Linked DNA regions of Sus scrofa: region 1 is linked to region 2. Evidence: chromatin contacts called from public Hi-C data. All regions are on one chromosome and are shown on one strand. Each heading gives the region's core, a stretch centred on a gene start, on an enhancer-like site or on the middle of the called end of the contact. The rest is flanking DNA. Distances are from core to core; before and after follow the strand shown. Region 1 has its middle 100 kb from the start of DYRK2. Region 2 has its middle 170 kb from the start of DYRK2.

The links. A called contact is a pair of places that touch in the nucleus more often than the background predicts.
Region 1: a contact with region 2 is called in a Hi-C map of liver, with 6 times the contacts expected there. The contact joins two enhancer-like sites. A contact is called at or near these places in 1 of 5 promoter capture datasets (liver), 5 of 47 Hi-C or Micro-C datasets (fetal heart ventricle, liver and skeletal muscle) and 1 of 2 datasets of contacts at active chromatin or transcription factors (skeletal muscle).

The regions. Positions count from the first base shown.
Region 1 is chr5:31,943,833-31,948,320 of Sscrofa11.1, reverse strand. No RefSeq gene overlaps it. Among named protein-coding and RNA genes, the nearest start is that of DYRK2, 100 kb to the left of the region's middle. Within about 2 kb of position 2,755, at least 9 of the 83 cell types and tissues checked have an H3K27ac peak or open chromatin away from gene starts, as enhancers often do. A contact at or near this core is called in liver, where this site is marked.
Region 2 is chr5:31,870,769-31,875,379 of Sscrofa11.1, reverse strand. No RefSeq gene overlaps it. Among named protein-coding and RNA genes, the nearest start is that of DYRK2, 170 kb to the left of the region's middle. Within about 2 kb of position 2,384, at least 9 of the 83 cell types and tissues checked have an H3K27ac peak or open chromatin away from gene starts, as enhancers often do. A contact at or near this core is called in liver, where this site is marked.

The DNA of each region.
Region 1 (4,488 bases), core at 1,506-4,005, 73 kb before region 2:
CTGTGTCAGGACCTACCTCACTGAATCCTCACAATGACTCAATGAGATCATGATCAGTATAATCACCACATTTCCATCAGGTGGGAGATAAGGCTTATGTCAACACATATAGAATGCTACCTGGTGATTTAGGTATGAAGCAGAAAGTATGGAAGACTAGGGCTACTTGGCAATTTTAAATAGGGTGGTTAGGGAATGCCGTGAAAGTGACATTAAAATAAAGTCCCAAAGGGAGGGAGGGGAAAGTTACAGAAATCTCTTGAGGAGAGGCACTCTTGGCAGAAGAGCAAGGACAAGGGACTTGAGGTGGGGAATGGAGAAGGGACGGCAAAGAGGCGTGTGTGGGAAATGGCTGGGGATTCGTCCGAAGGAAGGAACAAAAGCATGGATGGCAGCTGGTGGAGGTGACTGAGGGACTGTGGATTTTATGGGCCAGGGTAAATCCTTAGAGCATTTTGGGTGAAGGAGGGTCAGGATCTGACATCAGAATCACTCCAGCTGCTGGGTTTAGAATAGACCAAAAGGCAGTATAGAAGAAGCAGGGCGATTTGGTTGAGGGGCTATGGCAATCCACCAGGCAAAAGTGGACAGTGGTCTGACCCAGGCTGACAAGAGCAGAGGGTTTAAAAATAAATAAATAAATAAATAAATAAATAAAGCCTGATCCTGGATCTACTATTATTTTCAAAAGAGAAACAACAGGATCTGTGACAGATCACCTGGGGACTGTCAGAGAGCAACAGGATCTATGAAAGATCAGATAGGGATTGTCAGAGGGCAACAGGATCTGTGACCCATCAGATGGGGACTGTCAGAGAGGCCTCAGGGAAGGCCCCCAGTCTTTGGCAACTAGAAGCATGTGGTGGTCTTTAGCTGAGGTGGGGAAAGCTGAGGAGAGCAACTTAGGATGTCCCCGTGTGGGGCACGTGAGTTTAAAATACCCATAAGATGACCAAACAGAGATGTCAAAGAGAAAAACAGCCTTGAGCTAAAGAGATAGAACAGAGCTGGAAATAGACATTGGCGCATCATTAGCACAAACATGATACTTCAAGTCAAGGGTTTGAATGAGGCCATCAGGGAGATGAGTGTAGAGGAAGGAAGATAACCAAAGTGTGAGTCCTGGATTGCACCAACGTTTCAAGGTTGGAAGATGAAGAGGAACCAGCTAAGGGGATCTGAGAGCAGCCACAGAGGTAGGAAGAAAGCCACAGAGTCCAGAATGATGATCCGGGAGTCAACCAGGCTGGAGGAAATACTTGATTCCAGCTCTGCCTTCTTCTCTGGTGTTTCGAAATAAAACTGGAGGATAAGAGTGAAATCCTTTTAAAAAGTTGTCAAGCCTTCTACGTCTCCAAGACTCTCAAGAACTTTCCAAATGCACATGCGAACTAAGTGTTATTGATTTTAAAAACCGAGTATACACACATGTATTATACTGATTTGAAATGTATCCATTTAAACAGATCAGTCAACCAAAATACATCAGGTAAATCTCCAGGAATAATAATACATTTAAACATACTCAAGTTTTAAAACCCACCCAGATTCTTAAACACTATTATCACCCTCCATCCTCCAGCCATTTGATCAATCTTTCAATGGCTATGACAGCTTAGAGAGAAAAATATTCACTTCTTACAGTTTAAGTGTCACTCCAGGATTTAACCTCCAGTTTGATATAGAGCTTTCTCTAGAGAGTCAGGAACCAAGAATGAGGCTGTGTACCCACTTCCCCAAGGACAGGACATTCTAAACCTAGTGGCTCCCGTGTATGCTATATGGCACACATTTAAAACCTATTTTTAGGATCATGATATTTATGTTTATTGGGTTTGGAGCTTATAATGATAGAGAGTGGCTAGGAGTGCAGGGAGGTGAGGAAAGGAAAAGGGAGAAGGGAAAATCTGAAGCCAGGCCTTAGCACTGAAAAGGCCCAGACATGTGAAGAGCCAGAGTGAGGGGTTCCCAGCAGAGAAAACCACAAAAGCAAAGAGATACAGCCATGAAGACAAAACAGGCAATGTGATCTCAGAGGATGAACCATCTAATTTAATGTAGGGAAGACAAATGAGTCAGACACCATGCAGGGCCAAATTAAGCCACTGGGGAATCAGGCAGGCGACATATCCATGGGGGCATCTTTCTCGCTCATGGGCAAAAGTCTTCAAATGTACTGATAAGACATTGATCAAGCTTGGTGGTACAGTGGAAGGACACATGTGAATTCTAATGCGACTGACCTGCACATTTTTACAGCAGCATTTAGGTATACGCCTCCTCCTTTCAGCTACCAATGCCCTCATCAGTATGTTAATATGATCATTTCCTACATGCTGCAAACCAAGGCAGAACGAGGGCTGGGTGACCCCCTCCCCCGCCCCAGTGTGCAATAGTCTTCCCATATGTCTTGTTTATTTCCAGTCATTGGTGCCAACTGCTGAAGGAATGGCATGAATTCAGGCAAGAGCATTACCTGGTCCAACCTCTCCTGTCTGAGACTGTCCTCAGATGCTAAGTTAATAACCACCTAGGATCAAACAGTTCAGGAAGGCTTTCCGCCTTCTGCTGGCGCAGTCTGGTGGATGAGCTTTGGCCTTTCTGCCATCCCCAGTCCTTTATTTTGTTTAGCTTTTGACAGCTGTGGACCTTGCAGAGAAGCCAAACAGGTTGAGAAACCAGTTTGGTCCCAACAGACCTGCACAGTGGGAACTCACCTCTATACACACAGATCTGGGGCAGTGCCTACCCCGGGCATTGGGACGGCAGCCCAGGTTCCCAGAGAGCCCCAAGACATCCAGTCTAAACAGATACATCAATCTGCTCACTGAGAGAAGAAAGCTGGCTCTCCCAATATAATTACAGTGTGGCTGATTTATTATTCTGAACTTTGGTGCATGGCAGGGGTAGTGTTATCTCTGCCAGTGTATAATATTGGGCCAAAAGATGAAATACCAAGCTAGCCTGATGGGTTCCAAGAATCCATTTGCATAAACAGAGCTCCCACATATGCCAATGTGTGTTCAAGGATTGTGCCACGTGGCTTAGTCTCTTTGGCAAAGCCCTTTCGAGAAGGAAATTACAAGTTTTCATATATTCAGAACCATTTAATAGCTGGCAGGCTACTGCCAACCACCAAAGCTACTGCCAAGTCTACTGAGATATCTTAAAGTGTCCATCGTTGTCAGGTTGGTTTTAGAGCTAAATAAATATACCACAAATGACACATGCTACATTTTCTCTAAAAGAAACAATCATTTCTCTCTAGCCCTAGTCCCTGGTGGTATAAACATGCTAAACCCCAGAGGTGAAAAGAATATTTTATAAAAGATTGTGGGAGGTCATGTGAGATCATGGTCCAGGGAATGGATTGTGAATGACAGAGATGGAGGTTAGAATTAAGCTCCTCCAGAGTTTTCTGACAGGGCCCTAGAGGTCAAGGATCTGTGGTTGTCACTGATATGGCACAGGTTCGATTCCTGACCCAGGAACTTTCTCATGCTGTAGGCATGGCCAAAAAAAAAAAAAAAGATTAATAGCTCCTCTACGTGACAGCTTCATGTGCTTCAATTTTCATAACCCTTAAAAACCTCAATGACCTCATCTGTGAAATGGGAATTAAATGTTGTTAGGGTGAGTGAGTGGTTTTAGATAAGCCACTTGGCATAAGAGAGGAAATCAATAAACACTGTTTGTCAACATGCTAGGTCTGATGATGAATCCTCTGGATGTGGAATTCCCTATGAAACAATTTTACATTTGTGTTTACCTGTCAATTGTAATTGGAAGTCAATATAGCCATATGTAGGATGCCAAAGACCCATTTGGATTTATTTTAGACCCCAACTTGGAATCTACGTGTACAATCACACGGCAACAGGTGGTATTACTTGAATTGTCAAGAGCTAGAGAGGATAGAAGAAAATTAGAGTTATATAAAGGAAGCATCCATTGCAGATGAAGGCCCATGATGCCTGTGGGTTGTGTGCATGAATATTCAAAGGGTTCAGAACAGAGAAAACTGGTGGAGGACTAAGCGGTCCCACAGCCCTGGTCCTATAGCACCAAGAGGGCCTCGTGCTTCCATCGTGAACAACAATCAACTCACAAAACAGTGCTTGTCATGTTTATTAATATTATTGTCTTGAAATTTATTTATTTTGGAGTTTTGTTTCTAACACATAAAATCGTTTAGACTTCATGGTTGTTTGCAAGTGGTAAAGAAGTTTATCCCTGGTTTTAGGCTTTATATATTTAAATAAGTAAACCTAAGAAACAATTCCTAGTTGCAGTGGATGTTCAGGCAAATGTTTATTCTCCATAGAATGAGTTCACAGATTATTCAGTTTTCAGAAACCCAGTAATAACTGGCCACTGCTAGTATAATTATTAGGAAGGAAATAAATTGATGCAAGGAATAAACACTGTGTTAAGTGAAAGAGCAGGCTATAATATTGTTATGATCAACATTGTGTTGAAAAAATGATG
Region 2 (4,611 bases), core at 1,135-3,634:
GGAAACCATACCAACAACCATAGTCAGAAAATTAAAAGCACCTGCACATAGAGCCCATGCAAGTTTCATATCTGCTAACCCAATGATAAGCACACTAGAAGGAGCATTACTGGAACTAGGGCAGAGAGCCATTGAGCTAGGAAATGTTCACTTTTTAAGGATTGTCACCTTCTGTTGCTAATTAGTACCCCCACCAGCCACTTCAGCAGAGGTTAAATCATTGATTCATTCATACTTGCATACAATAAACATTTCCTTGGATGTCTACTAGGTGCCAGCTACTGTACTTTGAGTTGGGACTAGACTAATATGTAAAACATAGCCTCAGCCCCCCAAATATAGGGTCCACAGCCAATCATATGAAGAGATAATGACTCTTGCAAATGCTTTTCCTCTCCCTGGTATGCTGTTCTCCCATCTCTTTGTCTGGATAAATCTTATTCAGCCCTTTGGATCTTGACTAGGATGTCACTTAATCTAGAAAAACCCTCCTTGACACTTCAAGTCAGGGTCAGGTGTCCTTTCTATGTATTTCCATGGCATCCAATACTTCCACCTCTCTTAGGACTTTGCACTTTGTCTTTTAGTTACTTGTTTACACATCTGTATCCCCTCCTTAGACAATGAGCTACTTAAGGACAAGAGCCATGTCACACCCATCTTTGTATATTCAATGACTAGCATATAATAGGAGCTCCATAGATAACTGTTGAATAAATGAGTGAGTAAGATCTTCATGTGGTATGTTGAGAACACAGAGGAGATGTGCTAAGAAACTTCCTGTAAGAGGTGACTGCTAAATGAAGTCATAAATGATAAGTTCAAGTTATCCGGATCTGGGCTGGTTAGAAGGCAGAAGCAGAGTCATCTATGCTATAAAACCCCCAGTGCAATGGTGTTGATAGAGTGTGAGGTAGGGTATGAGGAGAGGACAGGCCGGTGCAGCTGGAGCACGGGAATGGGGGGATGGGTTCCAATAAACCCGACTCAAACTCTATTTTCCCCTCTGTTCCCATCTAAATGAACAAACACACAGATTGGAGGGTCCCAGGAGCTGATCTCCAGGCATTACACACTTATTTGCAGTCTCCAAGACACAAACTGCACTGAAAACCCTCTCTGACCTAAGGACCATTTCCTACTCTGCCCTGTGAGGTTCAATGCATGGGAGGAAGAGGGGAGCTCCAGAGGGGAGCCTCCAGATCACCTGCTTAATACTCTGCCCCAGACTTCAAATTATGGGTAAAACACTTGTGAAATGTCATGGGCCCACCTTTCCTCTGCTCAGCCTCTTCCCCGAATCCAGCTCTTCTTCTTCAACCTGGAAAGGCCTGGGAAGAGGACACTGTCTGATTTCTCCTTCTTCCATTGTGTTTTTAATATTAATTCCAGTGATTTACAATCCATCATTTACGTTCAGTGCAACCAATATCCCTTTTAAGATAATCCCAAGCCTTTAGAAAACCCACTTCTGTTTTAAGCAGATCAGCCAATAGGATTCATTCATTCATTCAACAACCATTTAACTAGTAGTTGTATTGGGCATGACTCTGGAGTCTGGAGACTCAAAGATGAAGAGATGTGGTCCCTACTCCTTTGCTGCTCACAGTCTAGTGGAAGAAGCTCTAGGACATGGAAATCTCTTAGGTGAGGGCAGTGATGAAGCCACTGTGGACCTTCTTGAAATGTAGTCACCTGCAGGCTTACAACTGTACAATCTTGGGCCCCTCTTCCTGATCTATGAAATCAAAACTTAGGAGGCAGAGCCAGGAATCTGGGCCCTGCCTTCCTCTCCACAATGCCCCTCTTCTGCTTAGGGAACTACTTGGAGTCACAGGAAACATCAGTCCATTCCAATATGAAGTGAAATACTATTTTATCATGTAATGGCCCCACCAGACACTTCTCCTTAAAATCACAGAGATGGATGGTTTCACGAAGATGGGCGTGGCATGGACTAGACTGCCCAGAATCATTTCAGTGTCAGCATATAAGGAATCAAAGAGATCATGTCCTCTCTCTCTCCATCCTGCTCTCTACCCTTGGAGGAAAAAAAAAAAAAAAAAAGAATCATAGCAGCTTGGCTGTTCAGCTAAGAAGCAGGAGCCCCAGAGTTATTTCAGTGCGTGAGAATGGAAATGGGATAAACTGAAACAATAAAAACTTGAATGTTTAAGAAAGTCAAGGCAAGGAGGAGAGATCACCATCCGGGCATGTGAGTTCTGCAACCCTGCCGTAGTTCTAAACCAATTCAAGCACATTGCTTGCTTTCTGAAGTCCTAGCAAAATGGATCTTGCCACCAGCAGCCGTTTCAGAGCTCCTGGCCGCCTTTTTTTGGCTTATTGCCACATGTCATTAGTGACCTATTTTCACTGCAGCAAGAACAGCCATGTCTGCAGGCCCCTGAATCAGCAGTTTCTCCTCCGCTCACTAACTCCAGGCTGGCAAAGCTGATACCAGTGTCATCGAAAGTGCCACCCCCACACTCTCCCCAGAGGTGGGGAGGGCACCATTGTGTTACAATGTCCGCTCTGACCCCAGGCTGTCCTGAGAGTCCAGCTGTCAGGTCTCCTCGGAATAAGCAGCTGAACTTGGAATTATCTTGGCCTAATAATTAATCAGGACTAAAAATAGCTCCAAACTGCCTGGGCTTTGCTTAATTCCTACCCAGGTGGGAAAGGTAGTTTTTAAAAACTAATTGCAAAACCCTATTTTGTAAGGCTTTGCACTGAAATATAATTATCTAACACACCAGCTTGAAAGACAATTCACAGTTAATCTGGTGCTCTAAAATAAATAGGTAATGCTGTCTTTTGCATTGCACATTGATCTGAAATCATCAATTCTTGGTGGATATTAAATGACGCCGGGAATTTTACTCAGAATCTTCTAAGAATATCCTCAAATTCACGGAAAGAAAATAGCCATTGGCTTAAAGAGCTGCAAAAGATAGCCCGTTGCCAGGCAGATTAGACAATGAGTCAAGTTCCACAAGAGGGCGCTCTCTCCACTCGTCCTTCTAGTCAAAGAAACCAGTTCTGCATTTCTCCGCGCTTAGGCGGCTCTTGGCTTTGCCCTCTGCAAACAGCGTGCTCCTAAGAGCAAATGCTTGGTGTCCCTGATGAATGGTGCTTCCGTGATCGCTTTCTGGCTGAGATCATCAGGCAAATGTAATCTCTGCGATATCCGACAAGCAACTTCAAAATGAAAGGAAATCAAGCAAAACATTCAAAATAAAAGGGAAAATATAAACAGGACTAGATTGACTTCTCATAGTCACCTACACTTGTGCGCTCATTTTTGTGATATTCTAATGAGCATATGACATGAAAGTACACTTATCACAGTGATCCATGTCTGGCCCAAAGTCAGAAAGAGGCACCAACCCAGTATTGACAGTCGGGGCGGGGCGCGGGTGGAGGGTGGGGGGGCAGGTGTATTTCAGGAGGCTCCTCACCCTCCTGTCTCTCCTCCCTCCCTGTGCAGCCTCACCTCCCACCCAAGCAGCCCCCTGGGCTGGTCCCAAGGGCCAGTACTTCCTGCTGGATCCCTGGCCTCCATTCATATCCCCTTTTCTCTCTGTTGCTTGTCTTACCTCCTCCAAGACATTCAGGGAGGACTAGCTGGTGAATGAAAGAATAGAATTCGCTCCTTCTGGAGACAAGAATTAGAACAAGGAAGGCAGAATGCATGTACGAATGACTTGGATTCAGCAGAAAACAATGAACAGGCAGCTGGGCTTTGAGAACAAAAAACCTCTACTTCCATCCCTCACACACCCCCCACCCTCCCCACCTATCTGAATTCAGAGACCAAGACTCCACTATGTACCAGCAGCATAAATTACAAGTCGCTTCTCTCCTCTGTGTTCAGCCATAGCATCTGAAAAAAAATGATAATAAAAATATCAGTTCTACTCCATAGGTTATTCTGGGGCTAAAATAAAATAATGTATGTGAGACCCTTTGTGGGTCATAAGAAGCTGTAGCAACCTCGTGAATAGCCGTCCCTGGAGCTGCTCAATCATTCATAGATTGACAGGGATGGACAAGACAGGAAGGAAAGTTGAATTCGGTTCTATTATGATTAACTTATGAGTTAACTTATCTCAGCAAACGAAGAGCACTGAGTTTCGTCCTGAAGAGAATCTGTGCTTCTATGAATCTGTCTCTAGTCCTGGGTTACCCAGTTATGAACTGACTGGTTGCGTGGCCCCCGATTCATATATTGAAAGCCTGCCCTGCAGCATGAGGATATGAGGAAGTGGAGCCATTTGGCAAATAATTAGGATTAGATGAGGTCATGGGGGTGGAGTGTTCATGATGGGGCTAGTGCCCATAGAATAGTCTTGAAAGAGCTCTCTGCCCTCTGTTCTCCGCCATGGGAGGATCCAAGGAGAAGTTGGCTATTTGTAACCCGAAAAGGGGCTCAGCAGAGCCACCATGCTGGCACTCTCATCTCAGACTTTTGGCCTCTGGAACTGTGAGAACTACATGTGTGTTGTTTACAAGCCACCCAGACCATGGTACTAAATGGACTAAGAATCCAAGTTGGCTTTGACCCAGAGGAACGTTCCGAAAGGTAAACATGTAGAGACTCCTTGCAAAGAG